Linked DNA regions of Mus musculus: region 1 is linked to region 2. A link is a contact called in public Hi-C data. All regions are on one chromosome and are shown on one strand. Each heading gives the region's core, a stretch centred on a gene start, on an enhancer-like site or on the middle of the called end of the contact. The rest is flanking DNA. Distances are from core to core; before and after follow the strand shown.

The links. Hi-C and Micro-C count contacts between places; a contact is called where the count stands out from the background.
Region 1: a Hi-C map of cortical neurons shows a contact between it and region 2, with 2.8 times the contacts expected there. The contact joins two enhancer-like sites. A contact is called at or near these places in 1 of 484 Hi-C or Micro-C datasets (cortical neurons), 1 of 115 datasets of contacts at active chromatin or transcription factors (astrocytes) and 1 of 9 other capture datasets (embryonic stem cells).

What each region holds. Positions count from the first base shown.
Region 1 is chr15:86,962,271-86,966,468 of GRCm38.p6, reverse strand. No RefSeq gene overlaps it. Among named protein-coding and RNA genes, the nearest start is that of Gm35284, 63 kb to the right of the region's middle. Within about 2 kb of position 2,753, at least 3 of the 459 cell types and tissues checked have an H3K27ac peak or open chromatin away from gene starts, as enhancers often do. A contact at or near this core is called in cortical neurons, where this site is marked.
Region 2 is chr15:86,591,515-86,595,602 of GRCm38.p6, reverse strand. No RefSeq gene overlaps it. Among named protein-coding and RNA genes, the nearest start is that of Gm34965, 11 kb to the left of the region's middle. Within about 2 kb of position 2,017, at least 10 of the 459 cell types and tissues checked have an H3K27ac peak or open chromatin away from gene starts, as enhancers often do. A contact at or near this core is called in cortical neurons, where this site is marked.

The sequences.
Region 1 (4,198 bases), core at 1,504-4,003, 370 kb before region 2:
TTACAATATTTCCACCCTCTCTTCCACAATGATTCCTAAAATCTAGGGAGAAGTGTGCACATGTATTCTTAAACCAGTGTTTTCTCTTGCTCAAACATATCACTTCCTCCACTTTCCAGTTTGCTGTCTTTATGGGCTTTGACACATTATTGGCCACTTGTGACTGAGCCTCAGATATTGCCATCTTGGGGTGGTAAAACTTAATATTGGGATGAGATGCTGTCTGGAGAGTCCTTCACACTCCTACCCCACTTTGGCCTGGTTGTTCCTGGCCCACTGAGCTTTCAGAAGGGCAAATCTGTATAATGTTAACAGCGGACCCTGAGCCAAAGCTTTCTCTTCTGTACTGCTTTGCAGTTCTTACCCTAGTGTCATTTCCTGGAAAAGCTTTGGGACAGCACAAGAGTGGATCCAAGTCAGAGACGTGGAGCACAGCTCAGTGGGCCCAGGGCTACCCAGTCAAGCATGAGCACATGAGTTCAGTCCCCAGCACCCCTGCAAAAAGTCTGGCACGGTGTTGTGAGTCTGTAATCCTAGCGTTGGGGAGATAGAAGCAGGAGGACCCCGTGGGCGCCCCGACTAGTCAGTCTCTCCTAATCGGTAAGCTCCAGGTTCCGTGAGAGACCTTGTCACAAAAAAAGTAAATGAATGAATGACAATTGACGAATTCAATCTTGTGTAGGTCTACTGGGATCACGGCTGCATGGACTACATCGAGCCCCAGACAGTATTCCTTTCTATCTTCAGGCTTTTCCACTCAATTCTCCCTGCTGTCTCTTCTATAATGTTCTCTTAGAGGAAGTGGTCTTAATATCCTGCTTGGGGCTGAGCCCTCAAACCATCACTCCCACCTGAACCACTTGCAACGGATGTATCCTGGGGGAAGGGAAGTCACTGTCTTCAGTTGTGAATTCACTAAAGGTCGAATCAGGTTTTGAGGGAAAGTCCCAAACTCATGGTTGCATAGATGGCCCTAGTTAAATACAACAGGCCTTGAAGAAAAAAAAAAAGGCATGAACGTGGCAAAGGGACTTTTGTTTTTGTTTTTGTTTTATGTTTTTTGTTTTTTGTTTTTTTCGAGACAGGGTTTCTCTGTACAGTCCTGGCTGTCCTGGAACTCACTTTGTAGACCAGGCTGGCCTCGAACTCAAAAATCCGCCCGCCTCTGCCTCCCGAGTGCTGGGATTAAAGGTGTGCGCCACCACGCCAGGCGGCAAAGGGACTTTTACAGGGAAGGGTTTGTCTTGGGGTGGGAGGGAGATGAGGTGGGGGGTTACAGTATCAGAATGAAACATATACATATATGAAACTGTCAAGGAACAAATCCAATAAAAGGTTTTTGTTTTAAGTAAAGATGGAGAGCGATGGAGGAAAAGCCTTGCCTTGGTTAATGCACCCATCCCTGTGATCAAACACAATGACCAGAGGCAAGTTGGGGAAGAGAGGGTTCCATCTTGTGGCTCTGCATCGTGTTCCACCACTGAGAGAGGTCACTGGAGAAGGTCAAGCAGGAACTGATAGAGACTAAGGATGGGTGCTGCTTACTGGGTTGCTCATCATGGGCTTGCTCAGCTTGCTTTCTTCTAGAACCCAGGGCCTCCAGCCCAGGGGTGGCCCCACCCACAGGAAACTGGGCTCTCCCACATCAATTCTCAATCAAGAAAATGCACCACAGCCCAGCCTGGCAGGTGTATTTTCTCACTTGAGGTTCTTCCTTCCCAGATGATCTAACTTGTATCAGGTTTATATAAAATTAACCTGTATATTACCTGACATGCACCTTTGGCTACCACAAGCATGCTTACATAGGCATGCACACACATGTGTGTGCACACACACAATACACACACATATACATTCTACATATAAACACACATTTGTATCCACACATACACACACACAATACACACACATATACATTCTACATACACATACATACACACACATACATATACACAGTACATACACTGTTGTCCCAGTTGGTGACCTAAAACGGAACAGCTCAGGGTACAAATCCACACCCCTACTGCACATGGAATCTTGCCCTGGCGTCTGTAACTCCTCCTGTATGCTCACCCCATCTGTCCAACCCTACTGACTGTGTTATTCCCCAAGATCATCTTGACAGTGACTACTAGCTTGAGAAGACAAAGAACCAGTTCCTTGTCCAGCCATTCGGGTCTACCATGGGGACAGCAGTGGCATTAGACACCTTGGCAACTGGTGTCCTGCAAAGTGTTGAGTCACCCAAGTGCCCAGGCAGCTGGACCTGGTAAAGCCATCCCATAGCACGACCATGTGGCAGCACAGGCCTTCTTTCCTGATGAACATGGTCCTCTCTGCCTCCCTCCTCCTGCCTCCCCTGCAGGCCACTCTGCACCCAGACACCAGGGCACTCCTCTCTTGCCTAGCTGGTACCCTCTTCTATTGTGTCTCCCCTCCCAATACCCAAAGGAAAGAGGTTCTATTTCTCTACAGCATGTGACCAGAGTCCCAGTTCCTGCCCAGGCCTGTGGTCTCCTCTCACCAATGTGATTCACCCACACTCTTCTTTATGCTCCCTGGCCTTGATGCTCATCCCTCTGCTATGAACATCTACTTCCCACCTGCTCCATAGGCTTAGATCAAACACTACAAATTTGCAAGGTGCCTCCCTGCCCCCAGAGTCTTGCATTCCTCTAAGCTACCCCTGGCTTCAGATTCTACATAAATGCCCACGACTCGGGCTGCTCATAAAGAGAAACAGATATCCTGGAGTTGCTATGGAGACCAAATGCATCAAGAAAGGGCCTGCTCGAAGCCTGAGCATAACTAGAGGCTGTGTTGCTACTATCAAGTGTCTCATGGTGTGTTTGGGGGCACATTCACTCATTCAAGGGAGACTTTTTATTCTAAGATTTGTATTTCTTGGGACAAATGCACTTAGTCCACATGTGGCCAGTGATGGGGTGTCTGATTAACTGTTTCTCTCTGACTAATTGCACACTCTGTAGCTGCCAGAACAGATTGGCTCACACTATGTATTTTTGAGACAGCAGGAATTGATTCTCTACCATTATGAAAACAAGGATTGTATTCATTAATTTTCTATTTCTGTGATAAAACAAAGTGACCAAGGCAACTTATAGAAGAAAGAGTTTAATTGGAACTTAGAGTTCTAGAGGGTTAGCATCCACGGTAGAAGAGCAGAGGTAGAAGATGGCAGGTGGCAGGTGACAGGTAGCAGTTGGGAGTTGGCAGGTGGCAAGTGGCAAGTGACAGGTGGCAAGTAGAAGGTGACAAGTGACAGGTGGCAGGTGGCAAGTGACAGGTGACAAGTGACAGGTGACAAGTGACAGGTGGCAGGTTACGGGTAGCAAGTAGGTGACAGATGGCAGGTGACAGATGGCAGGTGGCAGATGACAGGTGGCAGGTGACAGGTGGCAGGTGACAGGTGGCAGGAGCAGCAATAAAGAGTTCACATCTTCAACCACAAGCATGAAACAGAGAAAGGTAGCTAAAATCTCAAAACCTGCCTCCAGTGACAGACCTCCCCCTGCATGGCCACTGTATCTCATAGCCATCCCCAAACATCCACCAACTAGGACCCAAGTATTTAACTTCCTGACATTTATGGGACACATTGCATTCAAATTATCACAGAGAGGTGACCAGGGCCAGGCCTTAGAGGACAATCCCTCTCATATCCTCCCATCCCTGGTGGCTCTAGAAGCCATTGGCTTATAGCTCCAACCTCAGTCTCCAGCACAGCTTGTCATCTTTTCCTGTAAGGATTTGTCATCATACCCGGAGCCTAACCTAATCTGTCTTACTGTTCTTAGTTTAAATACATTTTCACAGACCCTGTGTCCAAGCAAGGCCAACTTTCTAGATCTGGGAAGCAGGTTTTGAAGGTCTCTTCTGGGGCATACTCAGCCCACGTCACGTTCCTCATAAAGGAAGAGGATGTTTTCCATCTGCCTCCATAGCCAGGGCTGCTTCCTCTGGCCACACCCACGCGAGCCGAGTGCTGATGGAAGTGAATGTTCAAGGAAGGGGGTGGTTCTGGTTCTGATTGGTGGAAGGTGGCTTGATTGGCATATGGAAGCCATGCCTTGTGGGTAGCTGTTGAACACAGACCCAGGAGGGCTCTGGGACAGAAGTAGTCAAGACTTTTGCCTGAGCAAGCCAGACAGAACACAGGACACTCACACCAAGT
Region 2 (4,088 bases), core at 768-3,267:
CCGTCTCTACCACTGTTTGCCCCATGTCCGTGTACGATCCAATCACAAGTAAGCAGTAGTTTGGGATTTGGGGGTTTCTTGCTGTGGCTTAACTGTCAGAGTTAGGGGTTTCTCTGGGGGTGCTTGGTGATCAAATTCAGGGCCTTGTACCTCTTAAACAAGAATCTAACCAACTGAGTTAAATCCCTTGGCTTGTTTAATAGATTTTTAAATCAACAGAAGATCAGAGACGTATAGAAGCGATGGTAAGGTGATTGATGGTAGCAATGAAGAAGGTGATGAGGAAGGGGGAAAAGGAGGTGATGGAGGAGGAGGTAATGGGGAGGAGGTGATGGGAAGGAGCTAATGGGAGGAGGTGATGAGGAAGAAGAGGTGAAGGAGGAGGTGATGGGGAGGAGGTGATGGGGAGGAGGTGATGGGGGAGGAGGTGATAGAGGATGAGATGATAGGGGAGGTGGTGATGGGGAGGAGGAGATGGGAAAGGAGGTGATGAAGGAGGGGCTAGTGGGGAGAAGGAGCTAGTTCAAAGGAGATAATGGTAGGAAGTGATGGAGGCTGCTATAGATTTCTCTGTGGTCTGCCATAGCGCTAGCTAAGCAGTCCCCCAGGAATGTCATCTTTGTGCCTAGAACTGGAGCTTACAGTCCACAGGTCAGGAGGAAGGAGAAGGAAGGCTTTATGATGGAGATAGCAAGCAGATACTGTAGACCACAGCATGAGCAGAGTCTGCAAGAGTGGACACACCCTTGACTTACAAGGTCTCTGACTTGGGTGGTACACTGCCGAAGCTGAGCCTTCTCCACAACTGAGATGAGGAAATGGGGGAGGGGTGGGGAGAAGAGGAGAGCCGGGGCTTGGTCCTAACTGTTACTCCTAAGGCAGATCAGTCTGTGAGGACAGATGACTCCTCTATCGAGATAGAGAGCATGATTCCTGCCCACACAGCCTCCATAAGAGACCCTGTGGCTCTTGAGGTAGAAACATACATGGGATTCTGGGAAGTGCACTCCCCTAGCCAACATGTCAATCAGGTACTGCACTTTACAAAAAGAGGAATGTGTCCCACTTTATAGCCACTTGAAAAATATCAAGAAGAGAGTCTTAGTGCAGGCAAGAGTTCTATAAAACTGATGTAGCCCACATTGTGGTTAAGAGAGTAAGTGGGTATAGACTTCAGAACAGAAATTTGGGCACACAACCTAGGAACTGTGTGGAGTTCCACACAGCCTGCAGGATTCTCTATGGACAGTCATAACCAGAACCATTGGTGGGTGGACAGGGGGTAGAAATAGAGATAATCATCATAGCCAAAATCTACCAATGATGGTGAATAACAACCTCCTCTCTCCTCCCCTCCCTCTCCTCTTCCTCCTCCTTTCCTTCCTCTTAACACATTTCCTATAGTCCAGGTTGGTCTCAAATTCACTATGGAGGCAAGGATGTCCTTGGATTCCTGCTTCCACCTCCCAAGGGGAAGCTGGGGTTACAAGAGTGTGCTAGCAAGCCTAATAGCTAAGGTGCTGGGGACGGAACCCTGGGCATCCTTCGTGTTGGACAGCACTGTCTGGCTCTATGTATCACCGTGGCAAATGCTTAGCAGTCCTGAATGAAGGAAAGCAGGGACCTTCATGCCTGCCTGCCCTTTCTGTATCACTTTATGAGCTACGCAAAGAGCAGAGAGGTCTGCTTGCAGGCAGGGCCTGGAGATGCTCCTGCCCTCCAGGCTGAGGACTCTCAGGAAAAGGAGCCTGGCCTCCTACCCTTCATCCACCCCCCTCTCAGTACAACGATACAGGAGGATCTTGGAAGTGTTCCACAGCCCAGCTAGGAGCTACTACACCAGCATTAGGCTACAGGCTCAGGCAACTCAGGTCACATGACCAAAGCTCCCGGCCCCTACAGCATGGCAGCCCCTGAACAGGAAGTCCCTGTTCAGCTCTGAAGTTTCCACCATACCACATCCCTACTGCCAGTCCTCCTGAGTCTCTGTGGCAGGGGAGGAAGCCGCCTGCTGACTGCTTTTTGCAGATTCATCTAATTTTTCATCCCACTCGAGGTAGGGACTTGGCAGCGATTTCTATTCCCCTGACAAGTCCATTTGTGTTACATGGAAGAGATTTCCAAATTGATTTAAGAGAGCTGCTCCCAGGTGGCGGGTCCCAGCAGGTCGGAGATGCTACCAGCCTGGCTTCTCTGCTGTTCCTACTTACCTCAGAACAGCACCGACTTTCTGGAGGGGGGGTGCGGGGGGGGGGAGGGAAGCCGGCTGAAAAGTCTGTGGAAAGGTGGTACCTCAAGAAGAGCACCAGCAGCCAACACAGAGAGGACCCAGGGAAACTTTCTGCCATGGAAACAACCCTCAGAGACACTGCAGCAAAGAGACAGCAACCTCACCCCCACCCCACTACCTGACCACACCACACCCAACCCCACTCCTGTGCACCAATTCCTTTTCATCCACCTTCCTCCTGCCAACAAGGACTCCCTGTTAGGCTTCTATAGCAATCCAGTGCCCTAGAGGGGAATGGGGTAGACTATCTAAAACAGTCACACCCACACCTCCCTCCCTCCCCAGACCCACGATTGTGGCAGTGTGCCTTGGTGGCCACAGCTTTGGCTGCTATGCTGGACTGTCACAGACTGAGTGGTTCATAAAGAAACTCATTTCTCAGGGTCCCCTGGAGGCTGGGAAGTCTGATATGGAGGTGTTGCATCTGGTGTGGTCCTTCCTTCAAGGTACACCAGGACGGAGGGCAGGCTAAAGCAGAAGTGGGGAGCAGAGGCCATCAAGAAGGCAGGACTCAGCCTACAGTGGCCCACTCTTGGCAACTAGCCCACTTCCACAGCAGCAGTGGCTACCCAGCCCATTAGATGGGTAGTTTCCAGTAGCTAGTGACTTCTCAGAGCTCCTACCTCCTCCAGAATGTGTCGCATCTGGTTCCACCAGCTCTTCCAACCCACCTGGTAACAGTCTCTAACAGTCAGTCCACTCCCCATCCACCGTCCCATCTCCTGCGAACATACATCAGTACAGAGGCAGCGGCACTGTCCGTGGTATCTACAGGTCTACTAGGCTCCTCTCTCCATCACCTAGACCAGACCCAGAGGAGAAAGCCAAGCTGACTCCAGCTCTCTGACCCATCTATTCCCCCATTGGTACGCCCATGTGACTGATGCCAGCCCCTGGCCAGGCTCTCTGCTTCTCACTCAGGAAGATTCCTGCCACATATTTTTATATAATGAGGCCAAGATTCCCATATGCCTGGGCATATGTATACAGATCAGGGTGTTGCTGGGAAGGGGTTACAGATGAGATTCCTGGTCACATCAGTGGGGTCTGAAATGGCACTCCATTTGAGATGGGCTTCTTCTAACTTGTTGAAGGCCAGAAAGAATGAGGCCATGCTAGGAAAAGGAAGTTAAGCCCACACTGGCCTTCAGACTCAAGACTGCACGACCAGTCCCTCCTGGTCTCTTGGGGCCTCTGCAGAGTTCAGACAGCCATTCTCAGCTATCACATGAGCCAGCTGTCCCCTTTCTCTCTTTTTCCCCAAATACATAAATACAGGCACACATGCATGCTCGTCCACACACTCATATGCACATACTTATCATATTGTGTATGTATGTATGTATGTGTGTATATATATATGTAACATATTACAGTTACATATCACTTACATCATGTCTGATGTTTTAATAAAGGCATTGTTAGGTAATGTGTCATCATGCTAACTTGTCATCATGCTAACGGCACAGAATGTACTGCCCCAAACCCAAAGGAGGTTCCCCAATCTTGCATTCTTTCTGAGGTCATTTCAGGTGTAACTAGAATCTAATTAGTTAACTAATTCTCCTTAATGGAGAATCCCATGGAACACTACCCAACTCTTCTAGGGACCAAAAGTCAGAATGTCCTAGCTAACTTAGCTTCCGTTAAGCTGCCTGTCCACTCGGAGCTCCCTCCAGCTAACTGCTTCTCTTAGTTTCTGCCAAAACTGCTTGCTTCTCGAAGACCCCTGCAGCTGCAGACTGAGAGGCAAGGATGTACTTTCTGTCTTTAAAAAAAAAAATCTCATGTGCTCTGG